2 separate regions of the Gossypium arboreum genome follow, and region 1 is linked to region 2. The links are chromatin contacts, called in public Hi-C maps. All regions are on one chromosome and are shown on one strand. The core of a region is the stretch at or near the end of the contact, and the rest is flanking DNA. Distances in the headings are between cores, read along the strand shown. Region 1 holds the start of LOC108479556 (protein indeterminate-domain 4, chloroplastic-like). Region 2 has its middle 11 kb from the start of LOC128285488.

Region 1 (6,889 bases), core at 101-2,600, 74 kb before region 2:
TTGATGCCCGTAAGGTCCCCAAGTGCCCTCGAGGGTTCATGGTGGACGCATGTGGGTTCAGGGCAAAGATAAACCTTCTTCTTCACTTCTTTTGTGCTCTTCTGCTTTAGCTTCCATGGCAGATTGTGTCCTCTTCTATGGAGCTGTAAATTCTGCTCCCTCTGAAACCCTTTGTTGCATACCTCACAGATGAATCTGTTGGTTGCCATTAAAGACTTGGGAGATAGTGCTATCACTTCCACATCTGGATCTGCTTGGTTTCATAAATGACAAAACCAAAAAAGAACCCAAGAAAATTTGGGGGAAAAGACGATAAATTTAGAAAAAAAACCCAGAATAAATTATGATGAAAGCTGACCAACTTTTGGATTAGGGTTCATTGGATTATCTTTAGTTTTTGAATTTAAAAAAAAAAAAAACTTGTTTCTTTATTGGCTTTACTCATAGGATAGATGTGGTAAAAGCCTAGAAAGAAAAAACATAAAGAGATGTATGTAAAGAGATACTTGCTTGGAGTTCCAGGTTGATTTCTCTTTTTCTTAGAGTGAGGTGCAGTGGTTGGAGCAGTTGAGGAAGTGGGTGCGGCGGATGATTGTTGTTTTATCATCGGGTTTTCATTTTCTCCGCTGTTTCCGAAGAAAGTTGCCGACGATGAAGCGGTGGCCATTCTCAATGATTATATATAACCTTTTAACTCTTTGCTTGCTTCCTTGCTATCTTATCTTGTTTCTCAGCCCAAAACTATGTGCAAACTTCTTCTTAGAAACCACCAAACCTAGAATTCAAAAAATCAATCAAATTACCTCATAATTGAAAGAAAATAAAGGGTTTGTGCCATAGGAAGGGGGGTGGGGGGGATGGTTTGCATCCCCTTCAGCTCTCTTTCGAAAATCTTGCAAGGAATCAATAAAATAAGAAACAAGAAGACAAAAACCAGAGAAAAGGAAAAAATAATAATGAAAACTAGAGATAAAAAGCCCACAAAATACCAAGAAGGAAGTATCTAAGGAGACAGCAACAATCCGGAGTTGAAGAGAAAGAAAACAATCTAAATTATAGACTCCTCATAATTTCTTCTTCAAATTGTTGTTGATTTTTTTTTCTTATAAAATATATGACTTACACTTGCAAACTTGAAGTATTTCATGTCACATATATGCATGTATGCATGTATGTATGTATGTATAGACAAAAACAAATACATACACGTTTATCCCTTATGCTAACCCCTCTCTCTCTTTCCTCTGGTGTATTCTTATGATAATTTATCTCATTTCTCAATCCTTTTTGTTGTACTTGTAGAATATAAAATTCCCCTTTCGTTTTTGGTACAAACAAAAAAAAAAAAATCCCATTTGCTTCTTACTTTAAGAAATATATATACACATTTTTTCAAAAAGAAATATAATTTTTCGAAACTTAAAGAAGATCGGATTTTACAAGAGGAGTTAGAATAATGACGGATATCTCATTTATTTAATTTTAGATTTTTAAATCTATTCAAAGGACACTTGTAATTCTTCTAACCGTATTTATGAAACTTTTGTACCTTATAATAGTTATTAATTAAATTCATATTTAGTTACAATACTTAAATAATAAAATATATTTTATTTAAATATAATTACAAATTTATCAATAATAAAATTAAAATAAATTATTAAAATTTTAATATGTTTTAAATAATACAAATATACTTTAGAATCAAATCAAACCAATTAAATATCAAAACTAAACAAAAGAAATTTTTGTTTAGTTAAACTCGAATCTTGTTCAACTTAACCCTACCTTTATTGAGAGGAGGTTGTTGAATCAACTCAAAGCAAAGCCATGCCTAAACTAGATAAAGAAAATATTTTTGTTCAAATATGATCTGAACTCAATTCGACTTGATCCAACCTTTATTGGGAAAAAATGGTTGTTGAATCGAATCAAACCAAGCCCATATAAAAACTTAGCAAAGTACTTCTGTTGGAAGAGATTATTATTGAATTAAATAGAACCCTCGTCAAAACTAAGAAAAGGTATTCACCTTTTTTATTCGAATTCGATCTAAAATTTTATTCGACCTGACTTTATTACTTCTATAGAAAAGGACGTCGTTGAATTAAATCAAATCAAATCCACATTAAAACTAAATAAAAATTATTCAAGTCTGAATCTGATTCAACAAAATCTTAATTCTATTAAAGCGGAGGCTATTGAAATGAATAAAACTAAACTCATGCCAAAACTAAACACAAAAGTGAATTTTTGTTCAAACTTTATCTGAACTTAATTAGACTTAACCTTAATTCTATATAAAAAAAAGTTATTGAATAGAACAAATTAAATTGAATGCATGTCAAAATTATCCCAAAAGTCAAACTCAGTCTGAACTCAACATGACTCTATCTTTATCATAAAGAAAGTTATTAAATCGAATAAATAAAATTTATATAAAAATTAAATAAAATAAAAAAAATTAAAATTCGATCCAAACCCGACCAGAAGAGGAGGTTGTTGGTATGAGGATTGATGCAGGAAAATGTGTCGTTATGCGGAGGGGCCACCAACATGCATATAAGCCTTACCCTCTGCCCAGCTCTCCTTCTCTTATTTCGTATCTTCTTACCAGCTTCAAGACAAAACCCTCTCTTTCCTCCTTAACGATGAATCAATTTCTTTAAACTGTTTACTGATTTTTTAAGTTACTGAACAACAGTTGATACATAAACACTGCTAAAGGATTCAACTTGCTCTACTGATAATTTTGCCATTCTGTCATCATAAATTTTATTTCTTTTTATCATTTAATAAACTTTATTTTATTTCAAATAAAATAGAATATAGTAATTACTGTTTTGAGCTTTTATTAATAAATAATTTTCTATAATGCGAGCGAAACACGTCATAAAATATGAAATTTTATTTATTTTCTATTTTTATTTTAAATTCTCACTAATTACATTGACATCTCATATATAGGAAATAATATATTTCAATATATTTAAATTTACGTCATCCTATATCGACAATAATATTTATTTCAAATAAGTCATGATTTTAGAATAACTAACATATGAGAAAATAAACTTTTGAACACTCGTACAAGAATGAGGCGAAATGGATAAAGTAGTTTTGCCCCACTCTAGTGCTATCCTTTAAAAAGAGAAATGTTATTTTTCATACCATTTTTAATCTACTTTTAAATTTTTAAAATCATAATTAATTACTAGAAACTCTAAGTTTAAAAATAAAATATAATGAATAATAAAATGTAAAGTTTGAAACTAATTAATAATAACATATTAGATATGTGTGATATTAAAATAAATTAAATAATGAGTAGAACGAAATTTAAACAATAAATACATTATATTACATATTATATGCAATACAATTATTTATCATGATATTGTCATTAATCCAAAGTTGGTGTTAAGTTAATTTGTTACACCAACTTAATCAACAATATTATTAATAGAAAATTCAATCACACATGTATGCATATGAAAACTATGTATTTAGAACATAAAGGCGTGTTTAAATTGTAACACCAACTCAATTAACAATATTATCAACCTAAAAGTTTGTTGAATTTTCCATGCTAGATAGTATAGATATTTGTTGCTTAGCATAAATAATTTATATATGGTGGGATTTGAACCATGACATTTGCATGAATAAAACTTTAATTTTTACCATTCAATCAAAGTTTTATCTTAGTCCATAGTTTAAAACAATTTAATTACATAAACCTAAAAGTCATGCAAGGTAATAGAGCTCAGTCAAGTTACTACGAACCTTAATTTATTCTGGGTCAGACATAAATTAAGCATGCACATTTCAATTGTTGTGTTTATGTGGTTAGGATCACTCAGCTAATTCTAATGCATCCAATCACGTATTATTGAAATACATACTTGAGTTTAATTTAAAACATGATCAACTGAAGCACAAACACGATAAACATGATTTAAACAAATTTCATTGAATTAATGCAATCATCATAGCTAAACAGAATTAAGTTACCATTGTTGATGACAAGATAATAAAGCACATTGCAAACCAGCTTAAATTAAAATAACAAAGTAAAAGAAGAATAAACTCTGTCGAATCAGCAATCTCGTGACTCTGATTGAAGATGTTCTCCTCCGATCCTTGTGTTGCTCTTTTGCTAATGGCTCCTCAAGGTGGTCGGCCAAGAGATGATCTTCTCAAGGTTTTGCTGGCAAAAAGATAATGAAAAAATGGGATGTTATGCGTAGGAATGAAGAGAGGAAAGAATGAGAGAAAGAATGCTTATGAAATGAGAGATGAAGGAAATGAGTAAGGGATGTATGGATGTATTAGAATTAGCTGATGGATCCTAACCAGACGATGGCTAATAGAGACTATAATTGAAATGTGCATGTTTAATTTATGTCCGACCCAGAATAAATAAAGGTTCATAATAACTTGACCAAGCTCTATTACCTTGCATGGCTTTTAAGTTTATGTGATTAAATTGTTTCAAACCCAGTCCTTGTTACTTCACATGAATACTAAGAAACCCTTAGCTTAATATGATCAGTAAAATGTATGTTTTACTAAGTAAAAGATTCTGAAAGGACTTAATTTGGTTTCAAGCCAATGAAAGATCGAGTTGCCATGGAATATTTTCCAAACACTGTTAAGCATAAGAAAAATGAATTAAGTTGAATGATGTAATTATCTTAGCTTATTCATGTTATTGATTGTTGAATTTTGTGTTTTTGCTACCAAACTCATTTCATACATTTCATCTCATACTTTGCATTTTGATTAAAATTGCATTAGGGATCATTTTACATTCAGTAATTATTTTTTACGTCACGCCACTCAGAAATATTGTGTTTTTATCACCATATTATTAGCTCTAATTTTACAATTAATTGATTAACATACATAGCCCTTGTGGAGATGATAACTCTTTTACTTACTTATTACTTGATAACGATTGTGCACATTTGTACAAATCGAGCGTTACAAGTTTTTGGCGCCACTAATAGGATAAGTAGAGATGGACACAAAAAATTTGTTCACTACTATTAGTCAACTTGTACTAAGATGAGATTTAAGTTTAGTTCACTCATCTGGTTGTAAACCCCACTCCCATACATAATCTAGATCACTCTCCCTCTCCCACTAAGACTTTTCTAATTTAAAGCTTAGTTGTAAATTAATCAACAAGAAAAACTTATAAAAATATTTTCATTCAAATAAGTTTTTAACATAAACAAAACAAACGCTCTTTTAATCTCCTCTGAAAAAGTCTTTAAATAATCATTGTAATACGCTGTAAAAGATCAAGCATGATACAAAGGAATCTTTGAAATTTCACTCGAAATATATCACTTATTATAAAACATAATAAAATTGATTTTATTGATTTTATCTTCTTCAAAATCCGTATCTTTTTACATAACATAAGTAGATTACACTAAGACTCTTTGGAAACTTTCCTTGCTTGATCCAAGTTTTTCTCCAATTACAATATATTGATTTGTTGCTCAATAATCCTAAATTGTAATAAAATTTTCAGAAACCCATTTTCGATGAGTGAGTCCGTAAATATTACTATTTAATATTTATGAGGTTATTATAAAGTTTAATTAAGTTTGGTTCTTAAATTTTGTCAATTAGATAGTTAATTAAAGCTTAACTTAATTAATTAAGGTTTAATAATTACTAAACCAAGTATAAAAAGGAATTTTTAAAGCAAAATAAGATCATTTTTGTATCCATCTTCTTCCCCACCGATTCAAAGCGGAAAAACTAGGGCTTGAAATCGTCCAACTTTAGTCCTTCAATTTCCAAGGTAATCCAAGTCATTTTCTTGTAATTTTTATGTTTTAAAGATCTTGGGAGCTTAATTTAGCTAACCCAAGGATTAATTTGTAAAACTGTTAAAAATTATAAACATTACCATTGTTGAATCTTGAAGCTTTTTGTAACACCCCTAACCTATATCCGTTTCCAGACTAGGGTTAAAGGCGTTGCCAAACAAATCTAATCATCTTGCATTCATTACTCAATCATCATAGCATCATCATCACTCACATTACAAAGTCCTAAATAGGTCAACGAGACCTTAAACATGCTTTAGAAAGGGGTCGAGACTAACGAGCACATACAAATTTTCTCAGAAACTTAACAAAATTTTCAAAGTTTCACAGGTCACTCGCCCGTGTGAACAGGCCGTGTGTCTCACATGGCTTTAGACACACCCGTGTGTCTAAACCGTGGCAAAACAGGGCATACATACTGACTTAATCACACGGTCACAAGACACATCCATGTGCCTTGGCCGTGGTCGAAACTGACTTGGGTCGCAGGGCCAACCACACGCTCGTGTGTCTAGCCCGTGTACCCTTCGAAATGGCCACACACGCCTATGTGCCAAGGCTGTGTACATCACACGGCCACCAGACACGCCCGTGTGTCTAGGCCGTGCTCGAGACTGACTTGAATAGCTAAATTACAACAGACACACGGTCGAGACACATGCCCGTGTGCTCAACCATGTGGGGTGAAATTAGGCTTGGTTTAAGCCGCATTTCCCACCTATCTCAAGTACTCAAAACCTACAACATTTTAGCATTATTTGCATACATTCATAGGCAACCAATTCAACCATTTTGAATATATATCATACCATTCAAATACCATCCAAATCACTACCCAATTTCACAACCAAAACATACCAAATTAATGTACCAAAGTCATCATAACTTACATAAGTTTAAATATATAAACTCATCATTTATTCACATAATTTATACCACAAAACTTGTCAATTCAACATTCCAAAATCAAACCATCACATGAATAATTATATACATCATATAACCTACCTATCAAACACACCATTTTAGCCAACTTAAGA
Region 2 (6,871 bases), core at 2,705-5,204:
TCAACTTCCCAACTTTGAAGAGATTTGATCAGATTGGGTAAACTTGGAAGCATACCCTGAATATTCAAAACTTATCCTAGACTCATTGGAGATATTCCACATGTAGATTATCATGCTATTTATTTGGAAAGATCGATTGTAATTGATATAACATGTTAGAATGGCTCGATTACTTAAAAATTGAGAAAACTTGTATAGGTGATCTACTGATCTAAGAGCACCTATTTTTTTTCAAAGATGAACATTTTCCATTGAATGCAAAATCTAAGAGTTGTTTAGATTTTAGGTGCAAAAGTGAGGAGTCTAATCTAGTTAGCATTAGATGTTGTAATCACTTGTTTTACAAGTTATTAAGATAGTATATTATCTCTATGAGAAGGCTCCATAAACATAAGAAAATTGAACTGTGTAAACATATTGAGTGTACATTATTTTCTTATTTTGTTCAATCACAGGCATCTAAATTAGATGGTACTAATTATAAGTATTGTTTTTCCACAGCTTCAATTTACTTGCAAATAATTTCGAAATATATATATATATATATATATATATAAATAAAGGGACTTGTTTAAGATGATTGGTATTATTCTAACAATTAAGTTATATTGAGATAATTATATTCCATTTTTGCTTTTTTTCTTAAGATATGTATAGTGAAAGATAATTTAATGAATATAAGAACCTTTGTAAATTTAATTTTGGACATACATTGTTGATGTATAATAAAGAGCAATTAAGGTAACAAAAGTTCTACCTTTAAACTTCAAATTAAATTAATCCTATCTACAATAAATGAAAAGAACTATAATTTAAACTTTAAGTATAAATCATTATCCATAAGAAGTAAATAATTAAATAAAATATACCCTATCGATAAACTAGCATTAATTCAGAGAAATATTTTAAAATGAAAAATTATTAAATCTTAAATCTCAAAGTATATCTATATTACGAATACTAAAATTAATATTATCCATTTAGAATTGTTTGAAATTTTAAGTATGCAAACCCATTTAATTAGATAATGATGATTGAAATAATTTAAATCATTATTTATAAGTAAAAACAATTATTATTTAATTAACCATTTATAGTGCTTAGAATATTTGTATTATAATGTAATGTATAATGTATTATTAAAATTTAATAATATCCATAAAGGTTTTTTTTTTTTGCTATATTAACAAAATTTAACAACAATTTTAAAATATAAAATAATTTTTAAATTTGATTTCAAGTATTTTAATTAAATAAATAAAATTCACCCATGCCTAGCATGAGTCGTAAACTAGTTTGTATTTATACTGTAAGCTTGTAATATTGAGTAGAGTATATATCTGTCCCCAACCAATCGAAATAATTTAAACACACACCTAAGATACTATGAATTAAAGTCTCCTTTATTTATTGACATAAGATTCATAAAGTCAATATATTTTTATGTAAAATATTACGATGTATATTTAATAACTAATTTTCAAAGGCATTAAAATAAATAATAAAATATTATAAAATATATGTAAGATGTTATACACTGCAATGCATCCCTGCAGTGTATCATCCATATAAAATAGTTATTTTCACAGTTAAGAGGGTGAGAGTTAACCCTTAAAATGTAAGGGAGTGGAGAAGTTAAAAAACGGCGGAGCACATTTGAAACACTGTTTAGAAGTTGGGATGGATAGCTTGGAGTACAGACATTATAAGTGTGGTGTAGCCAGGCAGCAGTTAAAAAGGAAATGCAATTAATATGGAAATGGTGAAACTGGAATGAATCCCAACACGAATGAATGTAAACTTTTCATTAAAAACAGGGAAACATGTGAATTGAGTTTCATGCATGTGAGCTGATGGCGACACCTGGATTTCTAAGGACACATGGCGCCCACTCCTCCATTGCCCTTGCCTTGCCTCTCTTACTTTTTACTGTCTCTCTGCTCGGATTCAAGCATTTAAGAGAGAGAGACATGTTTTGACAAGCACTGCGAGTATGACCCCTACTATTTCTTTTTTTATTTTAATTCCTTCTTCTGTGTAATGGAATGTTTAAGTTTTATTAATTAAACAAATCTAATTAATCCATCTCCATTCTTCTATTTTCGCTTATTTTATATGACGGATAATTTTTCTGACAGTAGAGTTCCAGAAAAGCCTGCTAATTCTCCTTAACTTGTATACAAAAGTTAACTTATTTATTCCTACCTAAATTTTTTAAACTATTTGATAAATTATAAATTAAAGTGCAAAAATAAGCAATAACTAAAAATTAAAATTATAAAATATATTATTTATAATTGATTACGAAATAGAATTTGAGTGTTTGATAAATAAAAATTTTAAATTATAAAATTTACATCCTTAATTTTTAAACATTTTACTTTATTTTAAATAAAATTAAATTTTAAACATAATTTTTTATGAAATAATATAATGTAAAAATAAATAAAATAAAATTGAATTAATTAAAAGATTTTACTTATTTACATATCATGTTCCACACTTTTTTATAGAAAAATCTATCCAAATTATTTGTTATTTTGAATTATCAAAGGTATGTAAAAATAAATTATTGAAAATACTAATTTTGAAGTGTTTTAATTTTTTTTCTAAAACACCAACAAGAGATTTGTTTTTAAATTCAAGTTTATGGTTGACTTCATGTTCATGCTCAAGATCTAGTCTTTAGGCCACCTTTTGCTTTATATATAATAGAAAACCTATTAAACCAATCAACTGAAGTCAGTTTTCTGTCAAATAAAAAAAAAAACTGAAGTCAGTTTCAGCTCCTTTAATTATCAATTGAATTTCCATTTCACAAATTAAATTAATTTTTAATGTATTTATTAAAAATCAAAACGACCTCCCGTCAGAGTCTAAAAGCACAAAGGAAAGTAGAAACCAAACCTGAACAAATCAAATGATTCATGGTGTCACTTTTAAGCAGGAATTTTCTTTTCTTTTGGGGGTAAATTTTAACCATTTAACCTACAAATAATGACAGCAAGCAAAAGAGACGGTTGGAGGTCACGGGCAGCCAAATTTTCTCCATCAATCATCATTTTCATCAAAGCCGTAAAAAGATTCTCTAACATGAAAGAGAAAGAGAGAGAAAAAGGAGATGGGGATGGACGCAGCAACAAATATCTTTAAAATGGAATTTTAAGCGACATTACATTCCAACTAACAACTTTTCCATGTTTTTCCCATTCCCAAACCCCATCTTTTAGTATCATTGATTGATGGACTTACTCATTTTACCTCCTCCATGCAACCCATTTATAGATTCTGGACCATTGCTTACCTAAAACCATGTCTCTATATCTACCATTAATTTTCGAAGGTTGGCGTTACTTATCCAATATTAAAAATTAATCCAAAATTTGAGAGGATTTCTCTTTTATTTTAGTATTCAAAAACATGTGTACCTTCGAATCTCGACTTCTTAATCACTAAAGCATTTAACATTTCGTATCAACAGTACCTTAGAAATAACATTTTATCTTTTATTTACCTTAAAATATATCATGTGAACAAAGGAGACATGAATTACCTCGGTATAGATATGGTAGTACGGTCCAATGGTGATGGCAATTGTTATTTGGTGGGGTAGGCCGTAGACGAGGAGTAATTGTAGGGCGCCCCACCCTGGAGTGGCCCCTGCCTCTCTTCTCCTCCTCCAGCCCTCCACATGGGGGGGGCTGCTCTCCATCCCTATCCCACAAATATTCCCTCCCTCGTGCCTTGTATTACAAACCTTATGCCTACCATATACTACATGCCAATTACAAGATTTAAAAAAAGCATAATTTGCAATTTGAACTAAAAATAGTTTACGCATGAATTTTCATCACGTGGTATGTTTTTGAGTCAATCAATAGAGAAGTGTTCATTCTTGTGAAAATATATTCCTGCCCTCAACGTTTCCATCATTCAAACATCAGAACGCTAATTAACAGTTCATATCATCTGCATATCCAAATTCCCTAAACTCCGAGGCATCTTCATAGCTTACCAGAAATTTACCAATTTACTAATCTATATTACTCAGATGCTTTATTTTCTCTAAGGTGCTCTTCATTCGTCTTAATATGCTCCGTATCTATCCAAGTTATTTATTTTTCCTAAAATACGCGTGTTCAATAACTATATTTGACGCATTTGGACATGAATACAAAATATAATCCTCTGAACATGAAGAGGGAAATAATACTTTGAAAAGAAAAAAAAAATACTTAAGCCTATCAAACACATACCCATATCAAATAATCACCTCCAAAGATAACTTAGCTGCCAACTACCAAAATTTGTTCATACTGATGTAAATCCACCTCCACCAAGTAAAAGGGTTCTAAGATAATAATAATATTGGTACTCTTTACCATATCAAATGTAAGATCACAAATGAATTAGTTTCTCTTTAAGGAGAAGATGGAGCCATTCAGGAGGTGGGGTTTTGATACTTCCATCTGAAAGGCACCGAAAAATCACCATCTCTCCTGCTAATAATTTTCTCATAAATATTCTTCTATGTTGCTGTTGGCTAATTAATACCTATGTAAGGCATGCCTAAAAATTTTAAAGGTTGATTTTCCCCTCAAATGACCCTAAATCTAATAGATCAAGACAATTTTCTCTTCATCTACGAACTGATACAACAATGGGTCTTATGTGTACAAAGAATAAGCAAAAGTAAAGAAAACAAAAATCTATCACATACTAGTTTAGTTCTAGTTCATCAATAGTGATGTCAGTATTTGTCCCATCGTTTTCTCAGATGTGTCACCTTCATTCTCTATAGCAATACCCGACTCTAGCACTGCAGCATCCAGAGTCAACTTGCTTTTTGCAATCTCATAAACATTCTCATCAACAGTACCTTTAGTAACCAGCCTGCAAATGATACGAAACTATGTTAATTTTGCATCTACAAGTTCACAATGCATTGATGAGCCAAGAAGAAGAAATACAAAATGGGAAAAGAAGGGTATTTCTGAGCACCTGTATATAGTAACTGGCCTAATTTGGCCAATTCGATGGCAACGATCTTCAGCCTGCCGGTCAATCTGTGGATTAAAATCCATGTCATGGATAATTACAGTATCAGCTCCTGTCAAGTTCAAACCCTGCCCTCCAGCTCTCGTGGACAACAAGCACACAAATATTGAAGTGTCATTATTGAAATCATCAACTATAGTCTGCCTATCAGTCACCTGAGTACTGCTCAAAGTAAGATATATTCAATGCACAGATAATGTTAGAGAATGTATAGGAAAAAGAAACTGGAACAGTATGTTTATCTGCCCGTAAAAAATGCCTGCACTAGTTAAGCCTCATAGTAGAAAACTGGAACCAGCAATTTAAAAGAAAACAACAAAACTTTTATCCCATAAAGGAGGACAAAGAAAAGTCTATTGAAGCAGAATGTAAGCAACACCTTCCATCAAGCCGTTAATATGTAACTCCAATAACATCTAAAGTCCACTCTAAGATATCAAGCATTGATGTCCATTGGCTAAAAATCAGAACTCGATGCCCACTTCTCTTGAGTGAAGGGAGAAGTTTTGCTAAAGCCTGCAGCAACATAAAGCACACGCAAATGTAATTGATGCATGACGGTTAGACGGATGAGAGAGAAAGAGAATAAAGAATACCTGGCATTTAGCTGAAAGCATAACATACTCATCAGAAAGAGTTCCTTTACCACCAGTAATTCCATAGCGAATTAAAAGCTGTATTAACGATGTTTAAAACAAATATATGAATACCAAAACTAGAAAAGAAAAAAAAATTATAATTTTGGTCAAATTAGATTTAAAATTGCAAAAAGAGACGTCAGCATAAACTTAGCAGTTATAGCCGTCATTACGCAGAGAAGAAGAATAAAAGGGAATTGTATGCACAAAAGGTACTCATCAGTTTCCGATCCACTAGTCACTATTGAAATGGAATAAGCTATTTGGAAAGATAAGTTTAAATATGAATGATCACACTTGAACATACCTAATAATGAATGATCACACTTGAATGTACCTAATATTTTAATAAAAATAATGGCATTCTCTTAAGCGTAAATTAATGATGGCATTTAATACCCTATGCAGTCGATGCTTAAGAGAGGGAGTAGGCTGAAAGAACCAAAATAGTCTCTGTATTAGATACCTGATATCCATTTGGAATCTTCAAATTTGTGAGCTATGATTCAGTGTCAACATTGAGGTCTAAAACAAGTAAATTTGTGGATTAATAGCATTTGGATGAAGTGATCAATACGTGATAAATTTGTAGTTTTTTGTATTCATTATGGTCTGCTTAGAACTGAAATAAATATAACATCAATTCTAACCAGTACTTCATAGAAACTGTAACAAAACAAGCCATCCAAAATAAAGCCCTGCAAATAGGTATTTCGTTTTCATTAGGTTGTTTAAACGTCGTAATTGTAACTACATTCGATCTTTGAAAATTATGTAGGTATCAGTATGCTAAATATTATATGGACGGTGAACACCACAAGGAAGCATCCATCAACCTACTTTTATGGTTGACTGATGGTGATGGATCCATTCCACATCATAATGACCTAATATGCTTTAACCTCATGCCTCAAAGGAGAAAAGAGGACCCAAACTGGAAGACCAGAAAAATCTAAAATGAACTTGGAGCAAAACCACTAAGACTGTCCAAAAGTCAATCCACTCATATGGCCTATACAGGCCAGACCTTGGACAAGGTTTTGACAAATTTGGACCAGATCAAATTAGTATTTAATAATAAAATTATTAAAAATTAACTATAAAAATATATAACTTTTTTTTTCCTTAGTGGCTGACCACCGACTAGTGTCACGGACTTAAGATTCTTGCCTCAG

What was found. A called contact is a pair of places that touch in the nucleus more often than the background predicts.
Region 1: a Hi-C map of leaf shows a contact between it and region 2, with 2.7 times the contacts expected there. The contact joins the promoter of LOC108479556 here to the enhancer-like site in region 2. A contact is called at or near these places in 3 of 5 Hi-C or Micro-C datasets (all in leaf).

What each region holds. Positions count from the first base shown.
Region 1 is chr12:102,797,917-102,804,805 of ASM2569848v2, reverse strand. It overlaps LOC108479556 (protein indeterminate-domain 4, chloroplastic-like), which reads right to left and starts at 1,350. Exons shown (of 4, transcript XM_053023145.1): 1 at 1,207-1,350; 2 at 511-775; 3 at 1-250. The coding sequence starts at 667.
Region 2 is chr12:102,726,209-102,733,079 of ASM2569848v2, reverse strand. It overlaps the pseudogene LOC108479836. Among protein-coding and RNA genes, the nearest start is that of LOC128285488, 11 kb to the left of the region's middle. Within about 2 kb of position 3,954, at least 2 of the 2 cell types and tissues checked have an H3K27ac peak or open chromatin away from gene starts, as enhancers often do. A contact at or near this core is called in leaf, where this site is marked.